2 separate regions of the Anas platyrhynchos genome follow, and region 1 is linked to region 2. The links are chromatin contacts, called in public Hi-C maps. All regions are on one chromosome and are shown on one strand. The core of a region is the stretch at or near the end of the contact, and the rest is flanking DNA. Distances in the headings are between cores, read along the strand shown.

Region 1 (6,730 bases), core at 3,532-6,031, 300 kb before region 2:
GTAAAATGCAGTGCTTTTTAGTTTTCAGAGTGCGATGCACAAAGCATCCGTTTTCAGAGTGCGATAGTTTAGCGGGGATGTACAGTGCATTCGGTTAACAAATACTTATCACAGTACTACATGCATAAACAGAGCTGTATTTATTGGTCTAGAATCACATCTCAGTTCTGCTTGAGTAAATCTGAAATAGTTCAGCTGTAGCCGGTGGAGATACTACAGATGGGAATGACAGGGGAATTTGGCCCATTGTTAAAATATCTTCATGTAGAAACAATGTAGGAAAATTGAACTATGACCAGGTTCCTTCATTATGAGCTAAATTGACTCTAAATTGAACCCTCTTAAGTCAGTGAAGTTCCACAGGTGTGAAGGAAAGCACACAGAAGCCGGCCTTGCTTGAACTACTTGGTCCAAAAGGGACCATTTTGCATCTTACTAATAAAGGCAAGTTTCCTCACAATTAACATTCTTTACATATGTATATAAATATATAAAGAAAGAAAGAAAGAAAGAAAACATTGCAGACAGGCTTAGACCTCTAAGGCACCCTTTTCAAAGCTTCTTGACTTTGAAAACTTTGAAAGTTGAGACTGAATCAGACTTTGTGGTTCAATGATCGTTTCTTTAATAGGCTTAAACTGGAATTACAAACCTGAATAAACCAAAACACAGAGGAACACAGTTCTATAACATGTCCTAAAAGCAAATTTGGTTTTTAATCTCACTTAATGTCAGAAGTTTAGATCTTATTACATAACTGAACTTGATAACTCTGACTTAAGGCTACTGATTTTAGAAACAAGAAAAAAAAAAAAAAAAAGTATTAATTGGTGTGAAACCTTCAAAATATGAAGAATTTTAACTTGGAATTAAAAGAACTTTCTAAAATGCAGAGATTTATTTTGAATCATTGAACTTTAAGTATACAAGACCCAAGTTCCACGTGATTTCATACCAGTCCCTCTAAAGTTGCTGCCATTTCTGCTCATAGTTCTGGTCAGAATTTGGAAGGATGAATTAAAACATGAGAAAAAAAAAAAAAAAAAAAAAAAGTTTCCTAAAAATGTGTTTCAAAAAAATTTACTAAGGTATATATGTCAGGGCAATGGGAAGGAATACTATTTCCTAATTGTTTCTCTCTACTCTGTTAATTTCAGGCTTACCCCTCTCAGCCATTCAACATAATTACAGCTGAGGTACTCCTCACCTTTTAGGTCTACTAAACCTTTACTGCCTCCAAAAGTTACACTTCTGGTTTACTTTCCCAGGATATACCAGCTGGCACTAAGGGAGAAATACGAAAGCACAGAATAAGACTGAAGAATTGCCAATATATTCTACATACTATTGGCTATTGAAAACTGATATCCTTTTCATTCTTCTTCCTCCATAATAACCATTTAATTCTTTCCTCTGGATTGAAGGAAGCTTATAAATTGAAAGAGCTACACTGTAAGCATGAGTTACTTCTGCTTTTGCCCCTCCTGGGACGAAGTTGTCACCTGCATCAGTAACCCTCCAGAACTATTTTTGGTATGCTCCACTGGGCTCAGTGCCTCCTGGGGGTTCCTCTGAACTTCACTGCACTGCCTTCCATGGGCTCCATGGCAGGCCCAGGCAAAACATGTTCAACACTGCTGTGTCTGCTGCCAGACAAATGTAGTCTACTCTAGGAACAGTGATCCAGCATAACTCACTTAACATTCTAAAACTACTTTTCATGATTCTGCTGTGACTTATCCAGATATTTACTGATCCATGATCTTGCTATTAATTGATGCTTGGTAAGGACATAAACTTTTTAATGAGAAAAACTGAGCTAGTAATGGTTTAGCTTGGGTCCTTCTTCCCTCTTTGATAACAAACACAGTTCTGGCACCCTTCCATTTCCAGAAAGCCATTTAACTAACAAAAGTTGCTACCCTTCTCAGAAAGCTTGACAGGAAAGGAATTTGGTGGAGGTCTCAGAAACTGAAGCTCACAAGTTGTTATTTAGACACATAAACAAGTGTCCTGGTCTTAAAAATAAAAATAAAATCTGCTACATGGTTGAATCTTTGGGCCTAGTGAGGCTGTCAGTGCAAAGCACATACCAAGCTTTCAGGCAACGGATGTGCTCAGGTCACTTCCCACCTGCTTCACAGAGCAGCAATTAGCAGTACAGTGGCATTAGCAAGACAGCTTTACACCAGCTCTCAAAGTAACAACTTAAAGAAGCCCCGAAAGACCAACTAATTGTAAAATGCACAGGGGAAGCACTCAGCCTGACTTTTTGGAGGTGGACGCAAGGCTTTGCCTGCAGGCAGCAGGAGCCGTTGGGTGCATCCGCTGCCGTCCACCAGCCCTGCACCTCCCTGGCTCCTCGGCTGAGGGGAACCCTCCCACCCTCTGTGCTCGACCTTTGTGTTTCCTTTCTTGCTCAGGGATGGATGCTGCACGTCGGCGAGTGCCCTCTCATCCACATTTGCCGTAAACACCCAGAACACCTGTTTACTCTGACTCACCCACCCCTCACACAGACTCTCCCTTTTTTTGACAGCAGACCTCACTCAGGTAGTATGTACTGCTAATATCCTTTCAGAACCATGTAATAACATGCCTTCTATCCAATTCCTAACATCCTTCAATCAGCTCAGCCAGTGGGCTAACTGCTTACGCTTCTGTGATTTATATAAGTGCAATTAATTTAAACTGCATCACTCCGGTGTTATGCTGGTGAAAATGCCCCGAGAGGGAGTACCTCACTGGTGAATCAGACCCTTTACTTTTAACAAATATACAAAGGAACAGATCTCGAGCCAGTGAAAATCTGCATGGCTCCATTCATTTCAACACACAAACTTAAACCAGCTCAAAGTCTGAATCACAGCTCATGTAACAGACTATTTAGATACAGACTAATGCCTCACATCCTGAAATGCAATGCTTTCCCAGAGCTGGCGGGGGACGGGTACTTCTCAGATGGAAGAGCTGAGAGGGGACCGGTGCCACAAACACCCCTTTCAAAAACGTGTTGTAGATTTCTTCATTCCTTTACGGAGGAGGAAAGCAACAGCTTGTGTTCTGGCCAGCACTGCTTTCTGTGCTGTGAAGAGCTGCATTTCTTCCTCCACCCCAGATAGAAAGCAGGTAACTTGGGAGTCCCTTTCATTGCCACTTTCCCTTTCCTTCCCTAGTCTGGGTGTGTTCCCTGCAGCTTGGAAATCCATGTGACACCTTTCACTGACACACACCAGAGCTAGACACTGAACAGCTGAATCTTTTTAATCAGTTCTTGAAAATGGCTAACTTTCCCTGCACTTGTTTTGGCATCCCAAAGATTAAGAAGTCATGCAGCTTGACAAAGCACTTTGCTCTTACGTGTCTTAACAGAACCAGAGAGAGATTTTTTTTTCATGTCTCTATTCCAACACCTGCTGCAAAAGAAAAAAAAAAAAAGGCTGGGGTGGTCTCCGTGCAACACCCCTCCCAACAGGACAGAGCCCTAGCGGCACGCCGGCACGGCATACCAATATGTGCCCAGGCAGGTGGAGTTAAGACGCAAAGGGGGAAGAGAGGGGGGGAGGACAGAGCAGGACTCAGTCAAAGTGTGGTCTGTTAAAAATCCTCCAGTGCTCAGCCGTCCACATTTTCAAAATGCAAATGTTTTAAAATTAAAAATCATATCTGTGACTAAATGGCTTCTCAAAATCAATCTAGATAACCAGAAAATTCTGTGGCACATTTGAGAGACTTTCATCCTAAATGAAATACATAACTCAGATTATACCTTCATAGGAATTCAAGAGGTCCTAAATATACTAATGGAGAATTACATTTAAGAGACATTTAAATTACCCAGTCTATAATTTTGGGGGTTTTGCTTATCTGTGCATCTTTTGACTGCTTTGGATAATTAGGAAAATTTCCTTGGCAATGCTCTAAGAGGATAGGCAAAAGAGTGACATAACTACTCCCAAAGAAGGAAAGGTCGGGGTTTTGCATTCTGCAGATTTTTAAAGTAAAAAATTAAAGTATCCATCATATGGACAGTCTGAAGCAGTATGCATGTGTGTAACATATAAAACCTATCACCCAGCTCTGAAATATGTTGCCTTTTCATGGGCTGCTCCCTCTGCTTTGACTCATTTGAAGTATCTTGCTGGCTTTTCTGCCTGGAAGGGCCAGGTTAGGGAAGCATGCTGCTAGTCTCCAGCATTTCCTGAACACAACTTTTCAAAGGCGGCTCCCAAACAGAGCGGCACACAGTCTGTTCAAAACCTTCCATTAGCTCTGCTGGCTAGTTTGTTATCTTGTAAGGTCCCCCCCTTCTGCCCTTAATGAACAGTTTGTTCCATTGTAATTCTTATATCAAGCATCTGGAAACCAGACAGATAAATTTTTACACACCACATAGATTTAAAAAAAAAAAAAAAAAAAGTCTTTTAGTACACGTGACTTACCCAAGAACAAAAAAAAAAAAAAGGAGGGTCAGCTGAACCAGTAAACTGACCTTTTTAAAAAAATAAAATAAAATAAAATAATTATGAAAAAAAAAAAAAAAAGAGAGAGAGAAACACTATGACCAACACGGTTTTCTAGACAGAAACTCTGAAAAGCAACATACACTTTGCAGCAGGATAATGTGCTCTGACAACAGACTAGCTCCTCTGTTCACAGCTGTCTCCAGCGGGAGGAGCTGAAACCTGAAGCAAAGCCTCCGAGCAGGGATTGGATCCGTCCTGCGAGGAGCCCTCCCAAAAAAACAGGCTGTTTGGAAAAGTGCTTGAGAACATCCAGAAGTGATTGGAGGAGCAGAAAACCCTTCCCCCCTGCACCTGACTTGTGGGTATTTACAGCACTTTTCAAGGCGCCTCTGCACTGCCACTACACAAGCAGAGTGCATGGACGGCGCGGGGCAGACAATGCGATAGGGACCGATGCACCAGCAGTGATAGTGTGCGTGCGTGCTGCACACCAGCTGGGCACCGTTACACGAATCCGAAAGGAGGCTCTGGAAGAAGGAGAAACCCTGCATTCAAAATGCCACGCTCCTTCCTGGTCAAGAAGCATTTCAATTCATCTAAGAAGCCAAATTACAGCGAACTGGACACTCATACAGGTAACAAAACGAGATCGATGGCCGCCGCTTTGCTTCTGAGGTTGTGTTTATGGTGTGGCGGTAAAGAGGAGGGGTGGGATTGCTTTTACAGGCTTTGGAGAATGGGTTAGTTCACTGCTAGCTCTTTTATCTTTTGCTTACAACGAGAGAGTTCTGAGAAATATGTCAGTGCTCCGCAGAATGAATCACAAAGTTTGCTCATCCACTTGAACTCAGTTATTATAAGAGGATTTGGAGTTTTCCTGTTCTACATCTGTTGGAAATGGAATTGAAACTTTTATGCAATTCCTTCAGGAAGTTTCACTGCTTCAGTGTATCAGGCTGCATAGGTTTAGAAAGAGCATGCTGCCTCGAAGAGACTCAAACTATAACTCGAACTATAATGCTGTCTCTACCCATCAGTATGTATGTATCAAGTAGTATTTCCTTAGTCCTCCCTATATTCAGACAACCGTACTGAGTTTTTGATTTATGCATTTTTTTTAATCCCACAAATGTTAATTTTGCTGCCTTCTGAAGTACTTTTCAGTTCTCTTACCTTAAAATTTTCTTCTTTCTCCAGTGATTATATCCCCATACCTGTATGAAAGCTATCCAGTCCCTATCATACCACAGCCAGAGATCCTGAGCTCTGTAGCTTACAACCCCATTACTGTGTGGACTACAACCGGGCTGCTACCGTCTCCACTACCTAATGACCTCTCTCCACTTTCTGGATACCCTTCATCTTTGGGAAGAGTCAGCCCACCTCCACCTTCTGACACCTCCTCCAAAGATCACAGCGGTTCAGAAAGTCCCATTAGTGATGAAGAAGAGAGAATCCAGTCAAAGCTTTCAGACCCCCATGCAATCGAAGCTGAAAAGTTTCAGTGCAGTTTATGCAACAAGACCTATTCAACTTTCTCTGGGTTGGCCAAACATAAGCAGCTGCATTGTGATGCCCAGTCTAGGAAATCATTCAGCTGCAAGTACTGTGACAAGGAGTATGTCAGCCTGGGAGCGCTTAAGATGCACATCAGGACCCACACACTACCATGTGTCTGCAAGATCTGTGGCAAGGCTTTCTCCAGACCCTGGCTACTTCAAGGACACATCAGAACCCACACTGGTAAGAACAACCATTACAATTGCAGGCTGTTGTTGCTATATCATCAGAATGCCTTTCTGATTATTTTTTTTCCTACAGGTAGAAAAAACAGCAGTGTTTCTTGACTGACCTTGAAATGCATATGTGCAATTTCAAATATATCATTAAATGGGCAAATTCTTCCTTTTGGGGGCCTGAGTGAGAGGAAAGTGCAGCATGGCCTCATAACTGTGTGGCATATTCTGGCATAGATCAGCATCGCTCCTCTGGTAATCCCAGAGTTTAGCTTGTTTCCACTAGCTGAAGGTTTTGCTTTAAGAATTTTATGTTAACTTTCAGGCTTTGGAAAATGCTAACTTTAAGAAGGCTTCAGCTGACTCTGAAATAGCAAAACAGAAAGGCAATGCTTGAGTCTAATCATTGACTCCTTAAGCAAACGGCAAGTTTTGCATGCGCTATCTCAAGTCCTTACGAATTAGAAACACATCATCACCAAAGAATTTTTTTTGTATTGAGGCAAAAACATGATCTTCAGTATAACA
Region 2 (7,304 bases), core at 2,786-5,285:
CTGCCTTCCTCCTACCACAAAGGAAGCAGAAAGCGCAGTGCTGCAAGAACAGCAACAAAATAAATGATGTACACAGAAATGTAGTTTGGCTCCCTCCTCTGGTAGCTCTTCTGCCTCTGGCCTGGGGACTAGCATGAGCCCTCAGGTGCAGCTCTCAGGCAGCTAAGTTCCATTAGCGGTGGCATCCTTCGAGCAAGAAACAATTAGAGCAGGGAGTTTGCTGTTCATCGAGTTGTTTAATATCGCCCCCGAGTTTCGGAAGTGGGAAGCTGTAATTCTACGCACTCTTGCCCACACTCCCAGCTTCGCTGAAGCAAATTTTTGTACCCAGCTCTGTGGCAGTGATGCCACCCCACTGGACTCACCATGCTCCAAGGGCTTCAAGCCGCTCAGCTCCTGCCAGCTGCACATCTCCCAGGAAATCTCACGGCAGCCACAGCTTCCCACTTCATCACACAGAGGCTCAGGCTCTAGCTCACCTTCCTGAGCAAGGCCTTCCTGAGCAAGGTCATTAGGCTGTCGCTTCAGATGCCAGGAGGGTTGGAAGTGATGATCTTTAAGGTCCCTTCTAACCCAAGCCACTCTATGCTTCTACAATATGATGGATTTTCAAGTAAAATCTCTTCTACAGCATATTAGACCTTTTTAAAATGTCCTCAAATGGAAAACCATGTTTTCAGGAACTAGTAATAACTAGGCATTTCTGAACATCCACTATTTTTTGATTTTTCAATTACACCACGGCTTTTGAATATTTCTCCTCTTATTTAGAGCACTAAGTTCTGCTTTTTTTTTAGGATTCCAACTATGTTCTGAAAATGGGAATTGGGCACATTGAACATCTCACTTGTACACTCCCATAAAGCATACAAGATTTGCAATAAAGTAGTACAAATATAATGACCATGTAAACTACAAGGACTTTTGACATCTTTACCAACAATATTTTTATTGAAATTTCTTTTGGGACCCAAAATAATAATTTCCACCAACCACAAATGCTGAAGTTTCAGCAAACTTGATGGGTGGGAAGAGACGGGGTTTCCTAGGTGAAAAAACACACAAAAATGCAGGCATGATGCCAGAAATGTCACATCCTGTACAGAAGTAGCAGAAAACCAAGTTTTACTCGTTTCTGCTTACATATATTTTTTCTGTACAGTCTGCTTATGGTCAAAGATATTGTGGTTTCTGCATAATTACTTTCTCCCAATCAAACTAAATTGAGCAAAAAAAATTTCCTTCAGCTAAAAGATAGACAAACAAAATGCAGAGTAATAGCTAACAGCTGTGTAGGTAAGAGTGCAAAGGCAAAAACGAGGAATCCTTGAGCCTCACAATAGGAGAGCCGTGCATGGTACAGATCTGAGAGAGTCAAGGCATGAACAAAATGGCTTATTTGTTATAGTAAAATTCCCTAATGGGCTACTCAGTGGTATTCATCAGCCCAGTAGTCTCTCCAGGAAAACTGTATCAAAGTGGTGTGCAAGGCAGAAATTAAGATAGCCAGGCAGCACTCCAGCTTCTGCCTCTGCACCGCTGCTCCTTAAAGGAAATGGAGTGGACCGAGCCTAGCCTAACAAGCAACCGGTATCCACCTGCTTTTCTTCAGTGAATGCCGGGAGTGTTTAACTGCAGTACGGAAACCCCAAACCTTCCATTTCCTTGGAAAAAGTGAATTAAAGGCAAGGACATCCGCTGACACCAGAACCGCCTTTGGGAGCAACGTGGCATTTGTCAGTCACAGGGAACCTAAGTGCATTAAGGGATAAACAGAATCTCAGAAAAACATCTAGGTAGAGAGCATGTTATTGTCCATTTTGGTGGAAGAAACCAGAAAGGTTGTGAGTGTCACACAGGCATGTAGAGGGAAGTGATCGTGCATGGGAGATTGCACAGATTGGCAGCAAAGATGTTCCTGATGACCATGAAGTATCACCACCCTCCATGTTATATCCCACCCATGTCCACAGGCAAGGAAAAGAAATGAGTTACCTACAGCTTTCCTCCACAAACCCTCCATGTCTTCTGTTTTTACTACAGTTTACATTTTAAAGTAATCTCTGGCAAAGGAAGATGGATCAACAAAACATAAGTGGTGATGTGTCTAATCTCTTCATCATGTCACAGAACCACTTCATTGCCCTACAGCAGCCCTGCGCTAGTACATTGTAACACGTGTGGAAACAAAAAAAAAATAGTTCTTTTTTCAGTTCTGGTCTCACAGAAATTAGGCAGAAACACAACTCTATCTTTTCCTTCTGGAGCAGGATCTGCAGCCACAGACTACAGCAGCCAAGACAAGAGACAGGGGACCCCCCAAGCAACTCCTCGGTATGTATTTACAGCCTCACTCAGTGTCTCTGGCTGAAGCCTCCAGGGAAGGCAGGCAGTGGTCCTGTCCTCAGGCCTCTCTGAAGAACGGGTTCCACCTGGGGCACAGTTGTCTTCCTAGCCAGAAGGGCCTGCAATGTAGGCCATGACATTCACAGCTCTCAGCAGACTCTGGGCAAGCACATTCATAACAGCCCAGCTCCCTTTCTGCAGATGCTGGGGGGTAGATGGGGCAGGCATTTCAGCTGCAGTGCAAAAGAATAGCCTGTTGTATTCTCATGTGCAAGAATCTTCATTGTTGGGGAGAAATGAAGGCGGGGAGGCAGTCCCTGAGCACTCTGCATTGCACACAACAGGTCGAGCATCCCTATCAGTGCCGTGCATCTAGCTCACCAGCCACATGTTCCTCAAACACAATTCTGCAAGGGTTTCCCAAGCATGCATACAGCACTGCCTATGGCAAAGTGTCAAGAGTGTTACTCTGAGGAGATCTTTGTTTTGGAAACTGGCTTCTCAGCTACAGCTTGCTTCCTCTTTAGCAATTTTAAAGCCAAGGAGTTTTCTTTAGTAGTTGTTTTCGTTTTTAGTCTCTACTGCTTACTCGACTGGGGAAGATAACAGCTTCAGATTTAGGTCACCCAAGTAAAAATGTGTTTGGTGATCTCATCTTGATACCCAGTAGGTAACTATCCAGATCACAAAGATTAGGTGAAAAATCTGGCCCCACTAAGCAGGACTTGAAGATTTTTTTTTGTCTGTTTGTTTGTTTTTTAATAAAATTGGAGTATCTGTGTGTTTGCTCAGGCCAGCACTGAGGTGCATTTGTAGGTCCATGCAAGTCCCAGCCAACACTTCTTGGCCACAGTCCTTGCATTTGTTAAGAACTGACATTGACCTTTTCTTTACAAAGGGTGAAAATCGTTCGTATGTATTACAAAAATAACAACATTCTGTCCTTGTACAGAAATTCTCACCACTGCAGTTTCCAAGTGTAGGCAAATACTGAAAAATTTTTGCATTCAGTCAAATTTTCAGTGTTATTTCCATGCACATTTCACGAGAAGAAGTACAGAAACACACATAAATGGGAAACAGTAAGAAAAAAATAAGAGTTGCTGCTGCCTTCATGCAAGCTTAGCAGATAAGATGCTTCTTTTCTTTCTTTAGCTCTTTGCCCCCATTTTTGCAATGTAATACCAACATTTTTGTGCCATGTTTAAAAAAATAAAAAAAAATAAGAATCAATAATAATGCCTAAGGCAATTCTCAAGAAAAACATCGTGGCAATTATTATTGCATCTTCCCTCATCCACCTTTTCAAAACATGACAGGCAAGCTACATTTTCTCCACTTAAACGCTGATGATGTACAAGATGGAAAAACAAATGATCCTTTTTCTGCCTATGGCTATGTCACCCCCACATGGAATTGCATTAGATCCTCCACAGTAAGAGGCTGAAGAGCACCTTTTTCCTTTGTGGGGTTCACAGCATTTCTCATCTTCATCTTAACAGTTACATGCCACAAGAGCTGTAATTTTATGAGTAAGATGGAAAACCAGAGCCTAACTACTTATGGTTATGAATACGCTAATTCCATGACGCATCACATTTTTGGAGGCTTGTTTCAGAGGGTGGCTGCAGAGCATTCCTTTCCTAGTGTTGGTGAGGACCCATAGCAGAAGAGCAAAGCCGCGTGCGGTCACTGCTGGGAACAAGGTATCCAGAGATCATCTCAGAAATTCTCAGGCAGCTGGGCATGCGGTGGGGTGAGGAAGGGTGTTGACAGAGCATGCCAGAACGCAATACTTGCTCCCAGACAACCTCTCTGTATGGGTTTCACTGCAGAGGGCAGCAAATATTGGACTGGATCAAAAAAATAAATAAATGCTTCTGCTTTGCCAACCATTTAAAGCAATATCTTGGTCTTACTCAAAACAGTCTAACAGCAGCTCATTTATGCTGACAATGGCAGGAGAAAAGCTTTTTCATTCATCCTTTTTAAGGCTCTAGCAGAATGTATTCAAAAAAGAGTTCTAGCAATTAAGCAAGCCACAAGCCTACCAGAATTGTCAAGTAGCATCAGGTTGTCTCTAAAGGTGCCTCTCTTTGGGATGTCCTCATGATCGTCCCTCTGACCTCCCTTTCTGCTTGGTTCCACACAATATTGCTCTGTGCTGCAAAGCACAACTGTATTTGTGTAAACTCAGCATACTTCTCAGCAGCCTGGGACTCTCCCTGCCAGGTAATTTGATGAATTAATGAGGAAATGATGAGACTATAAATTTAATTTAAAAGGAGCTTTGGCTGGGTCAGTTGTTAGCGTGTTTTCTATTTTTATTTTTGAGGACAGATGAGAACTAAACAAGTACACTAGTATATGGTATATCTTCCACACTGGTGCACGCTGTGGACTATCACTCAGAAATTTAGGTTTTAGTGCCTTAGCACATTTCTTATTAGCAACATTTATGACAAGGGAGCAAATATATATACCACATACAAGTATATGATCTCACAGTTACTGATGTCATTACTCCTTCAGGCCACTGCAAACCAATCTCCACTGTACAATTCTCTCACTACAAGCAGATAATTCTCTAAAAGGTTCATACAAAGTGTTTTTATTTGACAGTGAAGCGAGTTAACAATTTTTTTTAAAAATACTCATTCCCCTTCCATCTTCATGTCCAAAACTGCAGCTGACCATAGAGCAATAGATGAGGCAGTGTGATCCAGCTGCCAGTATTTCATCCTTGAAAAGCTGTTACAAAGCAGGCAAGGAGACAAGCCCTAACTAAATTTCCAATGATGATACACGGATAACATTTTTCCCCATCCAGATCAATAGAAGAAAATACATTTATCCTGGACTGATCACACCAGTTAAGAGGTTAAACTAGAAGGGGATAAAAAAAAATCTACAAGGAAACATACAAGAGTACTATGGTCATTCAGGACAAAGGACAACATGTGTCTGTATTAAGGTTATTGGAAGCTACATTCATAGAGCTTTGCTTCGTGAAATCCTGTGCAATAGCAGTTGCATATGCACCTTTTCCTTTCCTATAGGATACTCAAGGTGGGAATTAAGCCACTGCTTCTCCCACTCATGACCCACCACCACTCAAAGAACAGTCTTAAGGTACCTTCCTGAAAGGATGGAGTCACTCTTGCTCTCACATGAAATATAGTACCAGAAATATTTCATTTATCAGGATGTTTTATATGCCTTTTGAGAGCCCCTAGTATGCAAGGATTCCTTTAGCCTAATTCTTGTTTACACTGCATCTTTCTTCCAGTGACTTTGTTGCTTATCTCATCTGTGATATGATTTACATTAATGCATTTCCTTTAAAAGCATACACTAATAAAATGAAAAAATGTGATGGGGGAACAGGCCAATTCTGAACTGGTGTGGGATCATTTCATGAGTAACTAGATTCAAATCCCTTTACTGTCTCTGTGAACCTTTAAGGTTATGAATGGAAATTTAACCTTTTTCTACAATTCACACAAGATCATTTCATTGACAGTCTTCAATAAACCTTTGATAATGAAGACTGGCATGTTCCTCAATCTCTCCAAGGTCCTTTCTTAAAAGAACACCTGCTGTTCATGCTAAAGTAGGAAGAAGCTTCATAACCATCCCATATGGTCTTCACAGATGCTTTAAGAAAAAAAATATCTGAAAAATGGCCATAAATATCACGTAATTTGATAGTGTTTTTACCTTTTAATAGTTCCCTGAAACACCTCTGCGTGGTCTGGCTTGGGCCTGCAAACCACTGGGAATCCACCGTGGTTTGTACTTGCAAGAAGCTGGGCCAAGGAAGCAATGTTTTCCTTTAGGTGAAGGACTCTGACGTGAGGCTCCATGACATCCCTGGCAGAGAACAATTCCAGGTTCAACCTGAAAGACATAAAACAGACAGACAAAGTATTATTTAGTAAACAGGAAATAAGGCATACTGTGCCACGTTAGCATTTGACGAGTTTATAATACTTCAGTAAATTACTTCAAGATGGAAATCAATCTGCTTTATTTGTAAATGTAAAAAAAAAAAAAAAAAAAAAAAAAAAAGTAATTATCCAGTAAAACTGCTTATCAAGCATAGCCTTTCTTTGTGTGAGAGATGATAAATTCTACCATATGTATGACATAGTCATCCTAGTCAAGGTATCACAAGAGCCATTTGTCAATTTGCATGACTTTTCTCACTAAAAAGAAAAAAAAAGAAAAAAAAATTAATCTGAACTGAAATCCTCTGGAATTCTGACTGATATCAAATAGTTTAAAGTTAAACACTTTAGATAAACACTTTAGAGAAATTCAGGCTCACGATCATTATTGCAATTTTTTCTTTCATCAGTAACATCTAGGAAGATAGCCCCTTAAGGGTTTCTTACAAGTCATATACTTTCTTTTTCCAGTATTTTCTAACACTTTTTAGGTTCTAGGCGAAGTTTCAGGAAACATGAACATACATTAATAGAAAGACATGCATACCTGCTACTGCTGACAGTAGAGTGAAATGGAAAATAAATATACTTTCTGCAAGATTCAGCAGTGATTTCTACAGAATAACCATAGGCCTATAGATTCTGACAACAGAAGTCAGTGAACTTCTCTTGTTTTAATCTTGTTTCACATTTTCTATTTTCAAAAAATACATTAATTATTCTGATTATCATCTGGACACATCATAAGCCAGAATCTCCTGTTCAGACACAGGCTGACACAAACCACAGTCAGAGACAACTGGAGCATAAATTTGCCCACATCCTGTTTTACCAATGTTACCTTTCATCCCTGTGGTAAAAGCAACTATTTCCATATGCTGTTAATTATTGTCCTCCCTCCTGAGAGACACAAGGTTATTTTTTCAAGGCAGTTATTCTGATGTTTTGTGATGTGACCACCTGTCTAAGAATAACTGAACTGAGAAGACAATGCACTTCATACATGGC

What was found. Hi-C and Micro-C count contacts between places; a contact is called where the count stands out from the background.
Region 1: a Hi-C map of subcutaneous adipose tissue shows a contact between it and region 2, with 2.5 times the contacts expected there. The contact joins the promoter of SNAI2 here to the enhancer-like site in region 2. A contact is called at or near these places in 2 of 8 Hi-C or Micro-C datasets (skeletal muscle and subcutaneous adipose tissue).

The regions. Positions count from the first base shown.
Region 1 is chr2:46,813,859-46,820,588 of IASCAAS_PekinDuck_T2T, reverse strand. It overlaps SNAI2 (snail family transcriptional repressor 2), which reads left to right and starts at 4,781. Exons shown (of 3, transcript XM_005010199.6): 1 at 4,781-5,101; 2 at 5,664-6,209. The coding sequence starts at 5,023. LOC119715952 (a long non-coding RNA gene) reads right to left here and starts at 4,721. Exons shown (of 4, transcript XR_005263505.2): 1 at 4,607-4,721.
Region 2 is chr2:46,511,817-46,519,120 of IASCAAS_PekinDuck_T2T, reverse strand. LOC101805170 (chloride channel protein C) reads right to left here. Exons shown (of 16, transcript XM_027452102.3): 13 at 6,067-6,246. Among named protein-coding and RNA genes, the nearest start is that of UBE2V2, 100 kb to the right of the region's middle. Within about 2 kb of position 4,035, at least 4 of the 8 cell types and tissues checked have an H3K27ac peak or open chromatin away from gene starts, as enhancers often do. A contact at or near this core is called in subcutaneous adipose tissue, where this site is marked.